Linked DNA regions of Oryza sativa: region 2 is linked to region 1. A link is a contact called in public HiCAR-type data. All regions are on one chromosome and are shown on one strand. Each heading gives the region's core, a stretch centred on a gene start, on an enhancer-like site or on the middle of the called end of the contact. The rest is flanking DNA. Distances are from core to core; before and after follow the strand shown. Region 1 holds the start of LOC4337834 (translocase of chloroplast 101, chloroplastic). Region 2 holds the start of LOC4337844 (E3 ubiquitin-protein ligase IPI1-like).

Region 1 (5,962 bases), core at 467-2,966:
ATCCCCATCCTCCTCAGAATCATCAAGGACAATCTGCCCATCCATGCTATTAGTGTACTCTCTCGAGCTGCTCAAGCCAGATACAGGACTAACACTAGCAGAACCTTCCCCAAGCTCCTTCATGATCTGCTTCGCAGCTTCTGAACTCTCTATAATAGCAACTCGTGCAGGCCCCCTGTCAGAGCTCACTCCATCTTCATCGTCATCAGCCTCGTTAGTACCATCATCTTCATCATCAGCTGCAGCTAAAACTATCTCTTCATCATCATCAGCGTCTTCTTCACGGTCAATAACCTCAGCAACACCTTCATCCTCCTGACCAACATTATTTTCCTTGGTTTCCTCTGGAGCCAATTCTCGAGACACAACAGAACTAGCACCGCCATCAACATTACTCTCATCCTCAGTAGGCTTCTCAACACCAACAATCTCCACAGATTCACTGGCCTCGCTTTCAACAGTTTGCTCCTTCTCAGTACTCTCTTCAACTGCACTTTCGGCACTCACATGCGCAATCATCTCGGAGCTAGTGTCGTCAACAGTTTGCTCCTTCTCAGTACTCTCTTCAACTGCACTTTCGGCACTCACAGGCGCAATCATCTCGGAGCTAGTGTCGTCAACAACCTGGATTCGGTCATACGAATAATTCAACATCCTTGTATGTATCAAAACTATTTAGAAACAAAAAAAACTACACTGAGCAAGATCAATTACCACTGGAATCACCCCGCTTACTGGCTCAGGCTTCGCCTCCATTTCTTCCTCCTCTCCCTTGTTATCCTCTAGCTTCTCCTCCACAGCCAATTCGACGGCGGCAGCCACGCCATTTGCCTCCGAAACCACAGCCTTCTCCAACAATTCTTCTGGAGCATTGCTCTCCTCCACCACCTCCACCGCCGCCGAAGCACTCGCTTCCTCCTCCGCCTTGTCGCCCAAATCTCCATTAGCTTCAGCTTCAGGAGCTACCTTATCCTCCGGCTGCGGCGCCTCCGCGGCCCCAGCAGAAACATCAACCTCTTTCTCCATTCCCAATTCACCATCATCCCCACCCCCAGTAGCCACCTCCTCCCCCTCGTTATCCTCCTCCGGCTTCTCCTCCACATCCGATTCGGCGGCGCCATTCGCCTCCGGAGCCAGAGCCGGAGCCTTCTCCTCCGGCTCCTCGCCCAATTCGCCCTTCTCCTCACCTACCGCGGCATCGGAGGAAGCCGGATAAGCATCCTCCTCACCCAATTCGCCGTTGCTCGCCTCCTCCTCCTCCTCCTCCTCCGCCGCCGCCGCCAACAACGAGGAGGCAGCTTTCGCATCTCCCCCGGCGAACTCCCCGCCGCCTCCCTCATCCTTAGCCTCCGCCACCTCCACCTCGCCGCCATCTTCCCCGTCTCCGGCCACCTCCACCTCCTGGCCACCGAACCCCCCACCTTTCCCCTCCAATCTCACCTCCTCCTCCTCGACTACCTTGGGTTGCTCCGCCGCCGCCGCCGCCGCAGGAGCAGAAGGGACCTCGTCGCCGTCAGGCGGCGGGGTGGGGGGCTTCTCCTCGAGCACGGGGGCGACCGGAGCGGCGTCGGCGTCGGTGGTGGAGGCCATGGCCGGGGCTGTTGCTCCGGCCACCACAAGCAAAGCGAAGGCGAAGCAAAGAAGAGAAGCAGGAGGAGGAGGAATCGGAGGAGAGGATAAGGTGAGGGTTTTAGGTTGGGCTCAAAATTAGTACTTTGTATCAAATCCCAAATTCCCAATCTATATATAGCTGGATGGGATGGGATGCTCTTCGATTTTTCTTTTCACCCTTTGCTTTTCCTACAAAAGAAAATGTTCTTCTTCTGAAGAAAATAAAATAGTTATATCTAATCTCACCAGTATATGCTCTTCGATTTTTTTCTCCTTTGCTAAAAGAATAAAAATATTTTTTTGTGTGTTCTTTATATATATATATATATATATATATATATATATATATATATATATATATAGCTGTCTGCTCTTCGATTTCTTACCCTCGACTTCTCCTCAAAATTGAAACAAAGTTTTTCTTTTGTTGTGAAGAAAAAGATTTGGTTTTCTTCTCCTCAAAATTGAAAAAGGTTTTTTTTTTATTGTGAAGACAAATATTTGGTTTTCTGTTTTGGCGTGCGGTTTTGGAACGGCGGACACGCCGGGGGTGTGGTGGTGAGACGAGAGAGGAAGCAAAGAAAAGGGGAAAAAAAATAGGGAGAGCGTGACGATAAGGTGAAATTTTTTTGATTTTTTTTTGCGTTTACGTTTACCTTTGTTTGTATGTTTGTGTGGTTCTTTGTTTCTTTTTTTTTTTGATTTCGTGCTAGGGTGGGGCTTTGGTTTGGTTTGTCTTGTAGTTGAAGGGAAGGAGTGTCAAAAATATCTTCTCTAGATTTTTTTTTTTGCCTGTTCCAACTTCCAACTGGTTTTCGATTTTGATGGTTTTGGTGTTGCCTAGAAGACTTTGCTTTTACTGATAATTGGAAGTTTGAAACACATTATCTCTTCTATAAATGATCGAAATGTGCACTTCTCTTTTTACTAATCTTGTGGTAGTGTTCATCTCTCTTTTGCTATCACAGATTCACAGTCAAGGGTGGTAGCTAACTTTTAAGCAAAGACCAGTATTCCCTTGAAGTAAAAAGTGTACAAAATTTTGAAATCAATAAAACCAATGAATTTTTATGGGTAAAACCAATGATTTTGAAACTATGTTTTCTTGGGTAAAATTTGATTGTACCTTCATTTATCTTGAAATTAAGAATTTACACTCCTAGCCCACATGTCAAACCCTACATGTCATGGGCAAATGAGAATATATCCTTATTTTTTGTCTAAAGGGAAGGTATATAATCAAATATTAAAAATGTAAGATTGTAATAAGTTGCAATAAGGACCTTATCATGGATATTAATTTATTGAGTCCATAGATCTATAACGAGAATAAGATTGCAATAAGTTGAGAAATGACCTTTATAGGGTTATTAATTTTTATTGAGTCCATAAATCTATAGTTCTATACCAATGAGATATATATAGATTTTGGTTCATATTGTGCAAAACATGTGCAAAATAGAAATATTGGTCAGGGCTAACTCTTAGCAATATAATCCCTTCATACTCGTATAGGAAGTCGTTTTGGACAGTGACACATTCTCCAAAACACAACTTTGACTTCTTGTTTTTATAAAAATATTTATTGAAAAGTGATATATGTATAATTTTATGAAAATAGTTTTCAAAACAAATATATTTATATAATTTTTACATTTTCAAACTCAACAACTTAATAATTATTCATGATTTATATTCTCAAGGTTTGACTTAAACATTGTTCTAAACGACTTATAATACGAGTATAGAGGAAGTATGAATTAGATGATCCAGAAAGAGCTAGCCTTTTTATACATCAATTTGCTATACCTTCTAAACAGATATATACACCAGTTTGAAATTCCTACTAAAATTCGTTTGTTCCAATCAAGCCCTAGCTAGGTTACAGTACATCTCTGTTGTACAGTCCCCTCTGATACACATGTGTCGAGATGCCTTCCCATTGGATCAAGCAAAGCTTGTTCGAGGATTACACAGTTATTAAAATAATAATGATGACTCCAAAGCTGATAAAAACTAATGATGACCCTAAAGCAAGCTGTCCATGTTTCCAGCATTGCAAGAAGGCAAGAAGCATCAGGGCATCCTCAGGCAAACATCAATTAAGCTGAATTAATCGCCCATCTCCAAACATGTGTCAGGAGTAGCATGAAACATATATATATTGATTATGGCTATCAATATATGCATTCCTGAAGGCTAATTTCGTTATTAGCGGACACTTCAACCACTTGCGATAATTGATTATGGCTATCAGTTTAAACCCCTTTGTAGTGGTGTGGGCAGGGTTCAAAATTCCAGTTCTTTTGGACCCCCCCACTTCGCCCCCCCCCCCCCCCCAAATACGAAATTATTTCACCCAAATTTTTAGATTTTCTCAAACATTTGTGTATTTTACAAAAATATTCGAATCTGGCCATTTTGTTTTTGAAAAAATAAAATTATTTTGGATCGAAATAACCGAAATTTCGGCCGTATGGGTGCCCCTGATAGAACTATCGAAATTGAAACTTTGAACCCTGAGTGCGGGTGGTTCGGGCGTATATCGAAACCGTCAACCAACTGAACTCAGTTTCTTTTCAAGAGACCCAAGAATATCATCCTTGCTGCAAAAACAGATTAGTTGAATATTATATCCATGTTCTTACACTGCATATTCTGGAAATGCCCACAAACTTGACATATATGTCGTTGATTATTGGGAATCCCAATTAGAATCCATATCTCATTTGATATATATACATATACTTTTCACCTAAGAATTAATATATAATTAATAAAGAGAGTGGACATCTGAGAATCGGTGGAAATTTAAAAGATACTGTTTTCAGCTTATGGAGCACCCAATGTTCAGAGTTCATAGACCCAAGAATACCATCCAAGCTGAAAAAGAAAGGACAGAATTGCTGTCCATGTTCTTATGCATATTCTGAAATTAACTGTGTTCATAACCATGACTGATATCTCGGTGCTGACTGAGCACACCAATTAGAATCCTTCTTTCCTTTGATATATATACCTTCCATCTAATAATAACACCAAAAGATATAGATTCAAATTCCAAGCCTGAAGATCAGTGGGAAGAAAGAAAAAATAACAGTTCCCAGCCAATGATGCTGTTTTTTTGTCTTGTCCGTTTTGGCATTGAAAGGGCAAAAACACAGCACTAGCAACAGCTGAATAGCTGCCCCATCAGAGAAAAGTTCAGAGGGGATGCATCTGGCAGCCAAGCCTGAAGCCCTGAACAACTGGACTCCAGGCCTCCAGGGCCTAAGCCAATTAACTGTGTCAGCACACATAAAATATGCAGCGAATTAGTAATGGATAAAGCCATCAACTAGCTCTAGTGCTTGGCGTGTTCTTCTGCAGCAGCTGCACTGCAGGGAACAAGGCCAATTATCGGTAACAATGTATACAGGGCAAAACTGGACAAGTTCAGGGCACAGGGGAGAAAGCTGAAGCCAGGAGTGTCATTCGATGTGTGCTGCCATTGTGTTCTCATGATTTCACCGCGTTTGGTTTTACTTTTCCTTATAAAAACTAAAGCTGATTTTGAATTTTAGAAATTGATTTGTACCTTAGGGTTCCTTGCGCCTCTTTGATTAGTTGGCCAACTCACAAGTAAGAAAACTATCCAAAATCATTCTTAAAATCAAAATTGGTTTTACTTCTAGCTTTTAAGAAATAGTTGTGCAGTTTGTCTCGAATAATATTCTTAATACAAGCTTTTAAGTGCCACTACTGATCTTTTACACATATTTTGGATGAAGTAAAAAGAGATGTATTTATTTTCTTAAAAGATGATGAGGGATGAGGCTTTCAAATTTTAAACAGCACAAAAGTTTTTAGATAGCTTTTAAGAAATAGTTGTGCAGATTGTCTAGAATAATATTCTTAATACAGGCCTTTAAGTGCCACTACTGATCTGTTACACATATTTTGGATGAAGCGAAAAAAAAATCATCCAGACTCTTGGTACCAAAAAATTAGTATGTTCTTGTTTCTTCGGTCTTAATTTATGAAATTTTTGTCATGAAAAACTCAAGACCAATCGGTTCTGAGCAAAACAAGACCTAAAACTTTGGGCTTTGGTGGAGTCTATCAAACCGCGACTGTGATCACAATCTTTCTCGGACCCTTTACATAATTGGCTTCTCAGCTCAAGACACTCATCGGTAGCTAAAGCTCATCTCAGCTAGGGATTAAAACGGTCGGAAACGGTCGGAAAAACCCTCTACCATTTCCATTTTCATTTTATTTTCTCGAAAATGGAATCGGAACGGTATACTCGGAAACGGTAACGATATCGGTTATATCGGTATCTCGGAAACGGAACCGTCGGAACGGGAAT
Region 2 (6,668 bases), core at 2,812-5,311, 220 kb after region 1:
TAAAGAATTGATATGTTCACTGACTGCAATCGGTATCGGGAAAGACAATATGGCTTAATGGTATCATCATTAATGCTGTCACCAGTAGTCTGATCAGCACTTTGGTCAAATGGTATACTGACATATTGGTATATACAAGCAATAGACAGTGGCTTGTCAGAAGATCCATGCAAAGTAGAGTTAGAGTCTCATGGAAAGAGAACTAGCACGGAGATTGTCAAAAACCAAATGCATCATGATAGGACTAAACCTAAGAAAAAATGTATATTGTTCCGCACTTCATCACCGAGAATTGAAAGGCCATTCACCTTATATTCATCCCTCCCTAAAACAGATTGTTGATATTACAGGTCCTAGAGTTAACTCATTTGCTTATTAATTTTTCAAAACACTAGCTAAATACCCATATGCTTTGCTATGGATAGATAAAAGAATATTTTCATAATATTGCCTAAAATAAGCAATAACATATTTTTCATGAAATGTATATGTTACCCGTCTTTTTGTTATAGGGAATACCCACCTTAATTTAATTGTATATGTGGCTATCCACCTAGATTTAGTTGTTATGTAACATTAAAAGTTCAAGGGGTAATATGTAAAATCTACAAAAGGAGTGGGTGGGGTGGCAGATTCAATGCCACCACCATTGGAATCTTTTTGAGGAGTATAGAGTATAGATAGCATCGCTAATGGACCAACATAAATACAACATCTAGTTATAGTACCTCATAAGACCAATTTTCACTACCCGCAAATTCAATGGTGTTTTATATTATTACTATACTTGAAAGATCTTATAGTGCTGAGCTAGAAATAGAACTGGACAATTGGAAAGGTGAAATAAAACGATAAACCACAATTTCAAGCGAAGACTGCAGAACATACTCAAAGAAGGATGGAAGTTGAGCCAAACGACCAAATGGGCACCAGTGAAACCGAAAGGGCTGCACAATTCAAATACATTGTTGTCAGAACTCAGAACAGAATCTAGAGTAACTGCCTCCGTAAGCTCAAATGATGACAGAAAATGAAAAATCAATAATAATGAAAACCAACTATGTAAGTAGCATAAATCTTTTAGAAAATGCAATTAGTTAGTGCATATGTGTAGCATGATTGAATAAGCTGTGACAACTTTCATCTCAGAATTATTACTTTGTGCACAATGTTAAGCATAATAATAGGGAAAATGACAAATTTACTTCAAGTAAATAAGGAGTCAGTACTGATGCACCATAGTGTGTACACATAAAAAAACAGCTGTGACCTCTAATGTATTACTTCTCTCGAGTTTAACCTTCAACTGACAAAAGAACTAGAATCTAGATCATTTGCAAGAATGCACACTGCACTTGTTCAAAACTCCCATATTGTTTTCTTCACAGAGAGAACATGGCCTCAAGTGACTAAATTGGAGAACAGAAAAACAACAGTAATGCAATTCACAAAAGCTGCCAGTGGCAACCTATAAGAACGATTATAAATGAATTCCGCTGTCAAGAGGCCCATAACTAAAGATCTTGATCTGAAGGGAATATCGGCATAGAAGACATATTCACGTAGCAACACAGATGTCTCCAAAAGAAAAGGTTTAGTCAAGTGAATCATTTGTAAGAAAAGAACAAGTCGAAGAAACCATATTGATGATCAGGTAAACTAGTAAAAACATGATGGGATAGCATGTGGCAAACAAGAAAGGTAAAAGACAATTCACAACAAAAACAAATAATAAATTAAAGATTAGAAAGGAAAAAGATAATTCACAACAAAAACAAATAAAAAATTAAAGATAACATGGTTGCGTACCATCTCCGAGTAACTAACATCATAAAGGTCTTCATCATGAGCCCACTCATCCATATTAACATCTTGTGTGGGTCGGGAACCATTTGCATAGAGCCAGTTCCCCTTTTCAATTTTGCGGCAGTTGGGGCATTGCATAACGCCTTTGGCATTAAATGCTGATCCAATGCAATCTGGAAACAATGCCACAATCATCAAAATGTTGTAATAAATGAAAATACTAGAAATTCAAAACTTCCACTTGAAGATCATACGCTTAACAAATGTAAAAAGCAAATAAAATCATTGCTAATGCACAAAAAACAATGGTGGTTAATAAGTGAATCCAAGATCATTGAGGCTTGTTAACTTAGAAAATCTAAAGGATTTTGATAACTAAAAGACAGTCCATATTTGATACTAACTTGTTGGCAGCTCGGCAGCTTATAAGCTGCGGCCAAATTTGAGTTTTGAAACTTAATTTTGAATTAGTTTAGATGTTTTTCCATCCTTCTCTATTTTTCAGCCTTAGGCTTTTAACCACTAAGAGTAGAAGTATAGAAGTCTGCACTAAAATTATTTTTCTGTTGCCTTGCTCATGCGTCACGGCTGACAGCTTATAAGACAAAAACTCAATCCCATCAAGATAACTTGTTACCAAATAACAACAGACCAGATAAAACTTGATACCAGTAAAAGAACATGAACCAAGTATATATAGAATGTAAACATGGTTCTGACTTCCAACAAAAAATATTACCTAAGAGTAATTTCCAGGAAAGTAGGAAACAAGGATTGCAGTTAACTACATATTCTCAGGATTGCACCTAATTCCTTGTACAGCATAAAAAGGAGAGAGGGAAACCCTATCTACTACAGTATGTCAGTGTCACTATGGCTCAACGCTCAATGAAACCATCAAACTGAACTATTCAAATCTGTGTCGTCCTTAGTTTCCTATAAGTTTAGGTCTAAGCATGCCATGGGACATTTTTAAATCCTCCAGACAAGCCTTCAAAGTGCAACCATTCACTAAAATTGAACAGCTAGCTCAATAACCCCCAAAAATTCCTGGGAACCAAACAGACTTTCATCCAGGGGTCCAAATGGGTGGGTCAAACCATTGGTCCACTAAGCCAGCCCTGTTTAAAGGTTACCAGTGGGTGCATAGGTCCATCGTTGTATTAAGGGGCCAATTTATTATCTGCTCAACATGCCAACCTGCCTCTACCATGGTATAGAGAAGCGCAATCTCAAGATCAATATTTGCTCTATCTGTTTGCTTCCATTGGTTTCCATGTTAGTATCAATTTCCAACTGATGTGATTTACTTGATTTCCTTGTCTGGCTAAAATAATTATTTGGTCCGATGCTTTGTTTCATAACTTCCATTGAACTAAGAACCCATCAAGAAACTCCGCTCAAGCTATTCTGATGTTCTTTCATAGTATCTGATCAAATCCGCAAACTCTACGAGTCATCGGACCAGGCCAGTACCGGAAATTTGTGATGCATGTCAGCCAGACTATTTCACCCTATATACCAGCAATTTTAGCACGAAATCTTCCTTTCATCCCCCAACCCACCCACCCACTGGGGAAAACATTGATGGTTACCCCCAAAAGGCACTCACTACCTATGCGAACCATCGCCCAAAATTCTGCACCATTACAGCTAGAAGACGTAAAATTATCTTAATTCCCACCAAGTCCAGCCCCAATTCCTAACAAAAGCATCACATTTTACAGCTACCCTCACCCAAATCAAATTGACAGCGCGAGTCCAAAAAAAATCGCAGTTCTAGTGCTCTAACTTACAATTCCCTACCAATAACACATCTGTAGATCATCCGAAAGCCACATACATACCGAGGTGGAACTCGTGGCCACACTGCAGCCTCGCCGTGGACCTCTCCCCGCCGGCGGCGACAACCGCGTCGAGGCAGATCGAGCACGACACCGCCGCGGCCGCGGCCGCCGCCTTCTCCTCCTCCTTCCCGCCCACCCCCTCCCCCTCCTCCCCCTCCTCCTCCCTCACCTCCTCCCTCGCACCCATCCCCCCTCACCCTCCTCACCAACCAGTGCTTCTCCGGCCCGGATCCCACCAAATCGGCACCGGAGACGGCCGCCCCGGGGACGGCGCGCTGGCGGCCGGAATCTGCCGCGCTCTCGGGGATCGATCGCGCGCGCCCACGGCGTCCTCCTCCTCCTCCTCCTCGTCGCTCCCCTTCCTTTCTCTCTCTTGGTCTATCTGCTCGCCTCCACGAGAAATTAGAATAGGAGGAGGAAAAAAAAACGCTCGAGAAAAAGAGAGGAGGGGAATAAATGGCTGTTTCACGAATAGGCCCTTCCGGATTTTGTTATTTCCAATTATTTCCCTTTTTATTTATTATTATTATTATTACTCCCTTTGTTTCATTATTATAAATCGCTTGACTTTTGTCTTAATCAAACGTTTTAGGTTTGTAAAAAAAATATACTAATATTAACATATTATCTAAATATATTCAATGTTAAATTTAGTAAAATTAATTTGGTGTTGTAGATGTTGCTATTTTTTTCTATAAATTTGATAAAACCTAAAGGATTTTGACCAAAAAAAAGTCAAGCGTCTTATAATAATGAAACGGATGGAGCATTCTCTTGCGATTGTAAGATCGAGTGGTTGTTTTCTAGAAGTGGGGTATTTTGTTTTCTCGGGTTAAATGCAATATTGTTTAGAGGCAAAAATATACATGGTGTCATAACATGAAAAGCGTTATAGTAAAGTTGTCGGGCTAGCTTATATGGTATAAGATACGACACAATATTTTGTTAGGAACTTGCAATAATTATCATTTGCTTGCAACCATATATTTGGATGGTCCAAATAGGAGGCAAATCTCCTTTGTGAGTTAATAAGTAGAAAAAAATGGTTTAATAATTATCTTTAGGTTATGGGAAACAAGATGTCAAAGAGAGACAAAACTACTATTATCTTAAAAAATCTCTATTGTATAAGAGTTATAATATGTGGAGTACAATATTTACATGAAGGAGATAATATTTATTAATTATCACTTATAGACGTACCGTCAAAAAAAAATATGTGTTCCTAGTGCGTGTGCACGAGTGCATTTTATTTGATATGTGTTGCCTCTCTAACTCTATACCCGTCATGCCTCAACTCAAAGCAAGGAGGCTAAAATTAGCGAGGACTACATACTTCATATCTCTGTAAATCATCAACTGTATACACCAAAACTAGTTTTAAAAGTTGATCAAACATAGCTAATTAATGCAAGCAAAACTCGGACATAGTGTCAAGCTCACTGTACCTAACTTAATTAGATAAGATTGTTGAACTCTTTATATTTATTTAAGATCATCGTAACACAAACCAGAGAAACATTATATAAACTCGAAAGAAACCAAGGCCCTTATATTTCATTTTGAGTTAACCTAAAAAAATCCATCGTTTTGCACATATATATGTTGAAGAGCAGAGGGGTTCAAAAAAATACCTTTGACCAAACTATATATATCACGTGTGTATATTCCTTGTGCCAATAATAGCTAGCTGGATGGTGCCACATGTTACCCCTGGGAGTTACTAGAGTAGCATCCAAGTAAGGACTCCCTCACTATTACAACAAAACCCAGGGTGGTATACGCAAAAATGTCACCGCTAACGTCACAGCATTCAAAGAGAAGCGAAGGGCCGTACTACTACCGCTCGCCTACCACCCCCCATCCTCCCCTTTCCAGCCTTTCGTAGCAACACGCGTCAGCATCACGAGCCGTCCGATCGCCATCCGACGGCCCACGCACGCGGGCGTGTCCCTAGACGAAAGCCCATGTGCGAAACCGGTGGGCCGGTGGTGGGCCGCGCGTGGTACGGGGGGAAGGAAGCGGCGGCGGCGGGGAGAGGCGTACACGCGGTGGATGACATGTGGGGTCGGTTGGTGTGGGGCCCACGTGGCAGTGGTGGGGGGAGGTAGGGTTGTTACACCAGGAGTAGCTAGCCCACGGGTTTTACCGCGCGTCGGTGGTGTGTGAGGTGAGCGAGCTGAGCCGTTTTTTAGTTTTTACTGGGGGCCACCACCACGCCGTGCGTCACAAGTTTGACGTGCTACACTCGAGCAAGAGGTCCTTTTATTACGTTTCTCTTCTCTTTTTTTTTAACTTTACATTTTTACTTCACCTTTCTCATGTTTGACTTTGATCCGTGCAAACTTTTTTATAATTTAGACTAAAAGAATAACTGAAAGCATATTTAGTGATACTCCGTGGAGTCAATATTATTCGTCGTTTCCAACAAGCAAGTTGCACCTAGTGTGTCTCATCATACGTAATACGTATTTTTTCTCAAGAGGGATTACATCTTTTAAGAATATATTTAAATGATTTAAACTAAATTAGAGACCAAATTTAAAAAAAGTTGACGCTATAGATTTGAAAAAAAACAAAGGTAAGATAACATTACTTTCTTGATGAAAGAAATATAGTGAATTGATGTTCTTTTCTTCTAAAGATGAAGATAAAAGATTAAGTATTTTACGCAAAACGAGGTAGTATTAACGTATGATTAATTGAGTTTTAATTATTACAAACTTCAAAAATAAATTAATATAATATTTTAGAGTAACTTTCATATATAAATATTAAGTTCTTATCGATCTAAAAGAATAACTGAAAGCATATTTAGTGATACTCCGTGGAGTCAATATTATTTGTCGTTTCTAACAAACAAGTTGCACCGAGTGTGTCTGATGATATGGAATACGTATTTTTTTTCAAGAGGGAGTACATTTTTTAAGAATATATTTAAATGATTTAAAATAAATTAGAGACCAAACTAAAAAAAAAGTTGACGCTATAGATTTGGAAAAAAAACAAAGGTAA

The links. HiCAR-type assays count read pairs that join an accessible place to other places.
Region 2: a contact with region 1 is called in a HiCAR-type map of leaf, with 3 times the contacts expected there. The contact joins the promoter of LOC4337844 here to the promoter of LOC4337834 in region 1. A contact is called at or near these places in 1 of 15 Hi-C or Micro-C datasets (seedling) and 1 of 4 datasets of contacts at active chromatin or transcription factors (leaf).

What each region holds. Positions count from the first base shown.
Region 1 is chr5:2,994,140-3,000,101 of ASM3414082v1, forward strand. It overlaps LOC4337834 (translocase of chloroplast 101, chloroplastic), which reads right to left and starts at 1,717. Exons shown (of 2, transcript XM_015783735.3): 1 at 715-1,717; 2 at 1-624. The coding sequence starts at 1,590.
Region 2 is chr5:3,210,265-3,216,932 of ASM3414082v1, forward strand. LOC4337844 (E3 ubiquitin-protein ligase IPI1-like) reads right to left here and starts at 4,062. Exons shown (of 6, transcript XM_015784873.3): 1 at 3,654-4,062; 2 at 1,810-1,979; 3 at 889-947. The coding sequence starts at 3,840.